Linked DNA regions of Athene noctua: region 2 is linked to region 1. The links are chromatin contacts, called in public Hi-C maps. All regions are on one chromosome and are shown on one strand. The core of a region is the stretch at or near the end of the contact, and the rest is flanking DNA. Distances in the headings are between cores, read along the strand shown. Region 1 holds the start of BCL10 (BCL10 immune signaling adaptor). Region 2 holds the start of ZNHIT6 (zinc finger HIT-type containing 6).

Region 1 (3,640 bases), core at 611-3,110:
ACTACAACAATTTATAGGATCACTATTGTGAAAGCTTTTAACAGCTCTGGGTCATAAGCTGTTTCCAAAACTTATCTGGAAGCTTACTCTAGAAATTTATTCTAGATGGACATTACATATGTACATACTCATAAAACCAATACAGTGTCCAAAATCTTCCCAGGTCCCCTGAAAGAAATTAATTTGCTCTTCATTGAGGCACACTTCTTAATCTTGAACTGATGTTAACCTCCTGCAATGAGTTTCATGCTGAGAGTAGTCTTCTTCCAGCTGCCTGGACCATTAAATCCTGTTAAGGTTTATCGGCATTAAGTCTGCTAAAATATATTCTATTCTTGTATTCTCTGACCGCATGCTCTTTTTCTGACTGCTGTTAATTTATTTCAGTTTGTCTCATACATGGCTCAGGAATGCAGAAGCCTAACCCTCCAGACATCACATGGCTTTGAACTGCACCTCTCACTGAGCAAGGTTATTAACAAATGCTCTAAATTCAGAATGTATGATAGCTATTTTTATCAGCAGTATTGTACAGAGCCAGCAAAGTCTACAATATAATTCACCTTGAAGAGGAGGAGCTGGAAGGCATTTGTTTAATTAGCAAGGATGGGAGTCAGGGGTCAGAAGAGCCACCATGAGCTCACTGAAAGCATCAGAGAATCTAAAACCTTTCCATGTAATTGGGTATCTAGCACAGGTTAGGGAGAATTCACGTAGGCACTTGGACTTGAAAAAAATGGCCTGCCCTGCAGCCCTCGCCCTCTGAGCAGGAAAACAGGAGACAAATACTCATGTATTTGGTGCTTCAGATGTTTAATCCAGAGATACACAGACAGCTTTGAGAAATTCAAATACACTACAGCAAACAAAGGCTTCTTGGGGAGGGAGTAACAGCACAGAAGGATTTGGGTTATGAGCAAAGGTGTGCGCTGCCAAACCACCAGCGATCAGGTCTGTAGGGCTGGATGGTGAGGGAGAGTCTGAAGTGTTTACTGGGCAGAAGGGTCCTTCAGAGCAGCGGCAGGGAGCACAGCTGGGGGCGTCTTCTGGCAGCCAGGACCGGCTGTGACTGTAACACCCAGCTCTACAGAAACCAGCACCGTCACCAGGTAAGAACAGTGACTAGTCCTTTATTTTTAAAATGTTCTGGGCAAAACCTTTGCCATCCAATGTGTTTATAGAAGATCTGGGAATGCTCTCACTGTAAAATAGGTGTCACTGCAGTTAGTATTTGAACTAGGGATATTAACAGGACACATCGAGCAAAAGGACTTCGCAAAATATTGCAAAACTGGCAGTTTGCCTTAGTGACAGCGAAACCCACTCCGGGTTGCTTCTACTTCTCTACTTTCATGTTTAACTGATGGAAACGAAGCTTTCAAGACTGCAACGATAGGCAGAGTTTTACCTTTGACAGCTGAGAAAATACCGATTGTCTTCTGTCCTTTCTTTAAGAGTTTCCTCCTGCGTGGGGCAGGGCCGGGCGGCCCCGGGGGCTGGGGTGGGACCGGGTGTCCGGTAACGGCGGCGGCTCCCGGCAGTTCCGCGGCACCCTCTGGGGCCGAGCCCGAGAGCGTGGGGCCGCCCGGCCTCCGGCGGGGCGCGAGGGGCGCAGGGCGGCAGTCCCGGAGAAGGGCGGGGTCTTCCCACCGCCAGTCCCTCACTGCCCGCCCCGCCGCACGGAAGCCGCTGCCCGCGGCGGCCCCGCCCCGCCCCGCGCCCGGCGCTGGCTCCGCCGCAGGGGGTGGGCGGGGCCGCTCCGCGCACGCGCCGCTGGGCGGGGCCGCCGTGGGGGCGGGGTGATTCCCCTGAGGGCCCATTGGCGCGTGGGCGCGCGTGGGCGGGGCCCGGGCCGGAAGCGCTGCCCTGAGCGGCTCTCCGCGGCGACGGCGCGTCCGCTATGGAAGGCCCGGACCCGGGGTCGGGGTCGGGGGTTGCGGGGCGGCTGCTAACGGAGGATGAGATGGCCGAGGTGAAGAAGGATGTAAGTGGTGGGCTGGGCCGGGCCGGGAGGCCGAGGCGCTCGGGGCTGGGGCGGGCTGGGCCCCGGGCCTGGGCCTGGGTCTGGGCCTGGGCCTGGGCGGGGGAGGCGGAAGCTCTGCCAGAGCGGCGTCCGGGAGTGGAGGCCGGTGTGGAGGCGGGAGCCGGGCCGGGCTAGGCCCCTGTCGCGCTGCCTGGAATTCCCCGTCGCCTTCCCGTAGGGCGCCGGCGGGGGCGGCGGGCCCAGCCCTGGGCCCCGCGGCTGTGGGTTGGGGCCCCGCCGCTGTGGGTTGGGGCCCCGCCGCGGCATCCCGCAGCTCCGGCCTCCGGGGGCATTCCCGGTAGGAGGCTGACCGCGGCTGGTGAAAGCTGAAGCCTGGGGCCAGGTACTCTCCTGAGCGTTCCGTTTTCTTTTGGTTTCTTCTAAGCGCTCCGCTCCCTTGTCGCGTCGCAAGGCCGGAGTGGCGAGGGGTTGATGTTCGTCGTGTCTCTGTACAGCGGTGAGGCGTAGGAGAGGGAGTAGGTGATGAGTAACTAATACGGCATCCGAAGGTTAGCTGCAGCTGTGTGTGCTTCTCTCGGTGCTAAGAGATTCTCTCTTGCAGAGAATGAATGTTTGGATTAAATAGTTTTCTTGAGGCTTTTTATTCTATATTTTTCTGATTTCTTTCCTCCATATTTAATCACTGATATCTGATATCTGAGGGCAGACTTCATCCTGATTCAGTCTGGATTTACTTATCTCTTTGCTAGACTGGGAAGCAAGTAATGTGCTCACTAAACTCAGGTGATTGGTTAATTCCAAAACAAAATTAGTTTCTGTTTATAATTTACAGTCTGTTGATTGACTTATTTGGGGGTTTTGTGTTCCTTTAAAGTACAATAAAGAGTGCTTGAAGTTCGGCTTTGGTTTCTAACTAGCTTTATGCATACATAATTTTCTTTAAATGCTTTGTCATAGTTTTGTGAGGCATGTTTTTCAAGTTATTACTTGCTTCTGTGGAACTACAGGGTAATACTGCAATAATTAGCATCCAGTAGTTACACACACACAAAAAGATAAGAATTACTTAAGTCAGACTATACATATAACGTGATATATATGTTAATTTGTGTTAGTGACTGAATTCATGGCTGCAATTTACAGAAGTGCATATTTGTTGCTTCAACCCTTGCTCTTACAGGGTCTCCCATAGTAATTTGAGGACTTGATGGAAACCTAGTACGTAGAAAGAAATAACGCTAGTTTTATCATCAAAATACAATCCAATAAATCTGACTTCAGAGTCGCTTCTCTCAGATTTGAAATGTTGTGGCTTCACGATACAAAGTGCTGGTTCAGTGTGAACTCTCTTAGCTGTTTCAAACCTCTTCAAGTAACTTTGAGAGGATCACTTCAAACACAAGTGCTGCATTACTCTATGTGTATACTATGTGGCATCATACCTCAGGAAGCTAGCTTGCAAGGATAACTAGGTCTGGGTAAGCCTGTCTTGAGAAATTATAAGGGTTAGAGTCTTTAATTCGAGAGCTGGGAAGGAGGCAGTGAGCCATACAAAATCGTCAGTACAGAGCAAAGTATGGTTAAAGCTTCTGTTTTAATATGTTTACTCTTTCTGTCCCTCATAAAGTGTTAACCTATGAGGACAATGCAGAGGGG
Region 2 (3,640 bases), core at 326-2,825, 150 kb before region 1:
AAATTATAATCAGCCTTTCATCAACCTAGGAATTCCATTTTTTGCAAAGTCATTAGATCATTTCGGGTTTTTAAAGCCTAAAATGTTCAACCATCTTTTTTTTTTTTTTTTTTTTAATTAAAACCAAACCATTTTACCATTAAGAAAATCTCTCTTTATAATGATATGTCTCTATCTATTTTCAATCCAAAGTGTGCTCAGTAGTACATTGCAGGGTGATACCAGACTATACTGGGGAGCAGGGGAGAGTTCAAACTGCTAGTTTAATTGTCTTGATCCACAGGAAACCACACTTACCAAAGTATAATAAAATAAGCTTCTAAGCTATCTGCTTGTCGTTTACTATTCTGTTTCATATTGTATAGTTCATCCTTTGTAATGATGAAAATCCTTTAGAAGGGTACTTGTTAGGTGGCAATGCTTCCTTGACCAAGGGGAAATGCACACACTTTGTGCCGTGGAATACTGCGAGAGCGACAGTGTTTACTTTTACAAGGTAAAGTACATGTACATCCCAATTTATATTTTATATTGAAGCATGCAGTTTACATTTTATATTGAGGTTTTGTCCCCTTTGAGAAAATCAGATGAAGCTAAAGACAAAGCAAGATTGCAACATGATGATAGAGGTTAGAGAACATGTCTCACTTTCTGCATTTTCAGGATCATTACACTCTGACAGTATCACTTCACATTTGCTCTTAGTTTGGCTGTGGAGCTGGCATCACGACAAAAGGATTATATATATATATATTTTTAAGAATGTCATCTTTTAGAAAATGTTCCGCTTCGTGTGTATTTTTATTAGTCTCGTTTTATTTTTGGAAATTCTTTATAGCCTATGTTTATGGTTTATTTATCTCAGAATTTACTTATTTTAAAATCAAACAGCTTGAAGTATTATAAGGTTGCTCAAATGTAAATATGTGCATTTCTGTAATTGAGGCAAAAGTGCACATCCTGCACATCCCATGCAGCCCGCACAATGAATTTGTGACGTCTACCATGTCGCTTGAGTTGGAGTTTGCCAGAAACATTTGCCTGAAAGCATCCTGCCTGACGGTATACTTGTATACGGTGCAGCGTGCGTTTTGGAAAGGCTCTTGCGTTCAGGCTGCTCCACCGGAGGTCCTGAAGGCAGACGCAGATCTTGCACAATTTTGTCCCACAATGTTAACAAGTACCTGTACTTGTTAATTATCTTTTTATCAACCGAGGTGGTTGACTACTTTGTTACTTTTAATTTTAGAGCAAGCCCTGAGCTAGATTACAGGTCTTTGTCAGCATCCTCTTAGCGCCCTCTTCCTTTTATTATTTTTCATGGTCAAAAATCCACTAAAAACCACCTGGGAAGCGGGGCGCTGAACCGGCCTGACGCAGGAGGGAACACCCGCGAAGGCTCCGCGCTCTCTCAGCGCCGCCTCGGGCGGGGCGGGGCCGGGCCCTCCTCCCTGCTGCGGGGCGAGGCCCCGCGGCGCGGCAGGGCGAGGCCGCCGAGGGTCGCCAGGCGGCGCCGCCGCCCAGGAAAGGCCGCGGCCGGGCCCGCCCCGGCCAGGCCCCGTCGGGCACCGCGTGGGGAGGCGGCGCCGCGCAGCCATGGCGGAGCAGGAAGGCCCCGAGAGCGCTCGGCGGTCGGCGGCCGGGCGGAAGATGTCCCTGCAGAGGTACGGGCAAGCGCGGGGCCGCGCCCGGGAGCGCCCTCAGGCCTCCTGCAGGCGCCCGCGGCCGGCCGGGCTTCGGCAGCGCCGTCACTTGGGCTCCGCGAAAACCCGAGGCCGCCGAAGGGAAAGGCTGCTCCGGCCTCTCCTCCCGCGGCGCCGCCGCCGTGGGCCTGCCCCGGGGGGCTTCGCGGGGCCCGCTGCGGGCCGAGCCTGCCCCTCCCCTCCCGGGTGGTGCCGGAGCCCGCAGGTGCCCGAGGCGCCCGGTATCGCCGCGTCCTGCGCGGCAGCGCCCGCGCCTTCTCGCTCCTCCTCTGTGGAGAGGAGCAGTCGCCGCTGCGGGGACGTTCCTGTTCGTACGCGGGAGGGGGCTGCTCCTGCCCTGGGGCAGCGCTGCCCTGGGGAGCCGCGCCCGCTTGTGAAGCGGGGCCTGCGCGCAGCTGACTGGCGAAGCCCTCCCTGGTGTTGCCGCTGGATTGCGAACTTGCGTTGGGCACTGTGGAGAGAATAAAAAGACAAAAGGAATCCTTGTTCGGAGTAATTCCCGTTTCTGTCTTGCAGTGTATGAAACACTTTTTTTCTGTTCTTACAATGCTTCGTGCTGCCAGTACATGGAGTCACTTTCTCGTCAGGAGATGGTACTGCTAAGCTTGTCCTTCACACCTCCACTGTCAGTTGGCAGCGAGCCCGTGGTGGGGAGAGCAAGAAAAATATTTTTCCTCTATACGTTTCTCCTCTAGTAGTTGAAAGTGGTGGGTTTGTGCCATTACTGGTGTGGGGGGAGGGTTATTTCCCTTCCCCATTTGTTGGAGTTGAATGAAAAGTGACAGTTATTTTATTTAATATATCAAGAACTCTTTCGTAAGAATAGAATAAATATCTGTTGTAATAGCCTAGTGAAAAAGCAGAAGATTCTACTTGTAGAGGAAATTTTTTTTTTAATGAGTTAATATTTGTTAGTTATATTCATAAACCTTACACGTTGTACCTGAGAGGTTCCCAGACTTCGGGGTTTGCACTGCTAACAGCCAGAAGAAGTTTTGCTGATGATATTGTCATGGTTCTGTTTTGCTGAAAAAATGGGGTGTAGTGTTCAGGTTCGAGTGTGAATTCTAGACATACATCTTCCATCTGCCTAAAACCAGGAGTATTACAAGGCAGCGTGGTAGGATGCACAGTACGGGTGATGTAGCCAGGCCACAAAGCGTAAACTGATACAGCCTTGCTGTGCTTCCAGCTCTAGCACAGGATTTTTATTTTTCTTCCAAGCATCTGTGCTGTGTTTTAACATAGGTAAGACCCCAGTATGTGTTAGGAGATATTCCCCATAGCTTGCGTTATTTTGTCTGCCATCTTACCCAATCTAGGGTACTTATATTTTCTCTTTCTTTTTTCAAGGTTCACATACCTTTTCCTGAAAATGCCAATTGATGGCATAGTGCCTGGTTGTTGAGCAGGCACCTTCCCAGGCCAGTGAGGTGCCAAGATGCCACTTTATTAAGAGGTGCTTTTTGCTTCTTTCAGATGTGAAACATGCAGCAAAGAGGAAGCTAAGTACAGATGTCCACGATGCATGAAATATTCGTGCAGGTATCTATTACCTGAATTAAACTGGTTTGGTGCTTTTCCCTACTCACGCTAAGCGTGGCATGTTAATGTTTTTCTTTTTGTCATTTCAGCCTATTGTGTGTGAAGAAGCATAAGCTTGCACTGAGCTGTAATGGAGTCAGGGATAAAACGGCATTTGTCTCTGTAAATGAATTTACTGACTTGAACCTTTTAAGTGGTACGTATCCCTTGTGCTTTTTAAAATTTGTTTTCACTAGATTAGCACTACCTTTTTCCTTGTTCTTTTTTTACCTTCAGATTATCGTTTCCTAGAAGATGTAGGAAGGACAGCTGATGCTGCTGCTCGACATCCTACTATGCATAGTCCAGCAACAAAAAAACTTGTAAGTTTTACACCAGCAGCTTGGCCTGTT

Evidence for each region. Hi-C and Micro-C count contacts between places; a contact is called where the count stands out from the background.
Region 2: a contact with region 1 is called in a Hi-C map of heart, with 7 times the contacts expected there. The contact joins the promoter of ZNHIT6 here to the promoter of BCL10 in region 1. A contact is called at or near these places in 2 of 2 Hi-C or Micro-C datasets (heart and liver).

The regions. Positions count from the first base shown.
Region 1 is chr5:16,774,015-16,777,654 of bAthNoc1.hap1.1, reverse strand. BCL10 (BCL10 immune signaling adaptor) reads left to right here and starts at 1,860. Exons shown (of 3, transcript XM_074908188.1): 1 at 1,860-1,984. The coding sequence starts at 1,901.
Region 2 is chr5:16,923,795-16,927,434 of bAthNoc1.hap1.1, reverse strand. ZNHIT6 (zinc finger HIT-type containing 6) reads left to right here and starts at 1,575. Exons shown (of 10, transcript XM_074906508.1): 1 at 1,575-1,664; 2 at 3,183-3,248; 3 at 3,338-3,444; 4 at 3,525-3,610. The coding sequence starts at 1,597. COL24A1 (collagen type XXIV alpha 1 chain) reads left to right here. Exons shown (of 60, transcript XM_074906511.1): 60 at 1-185.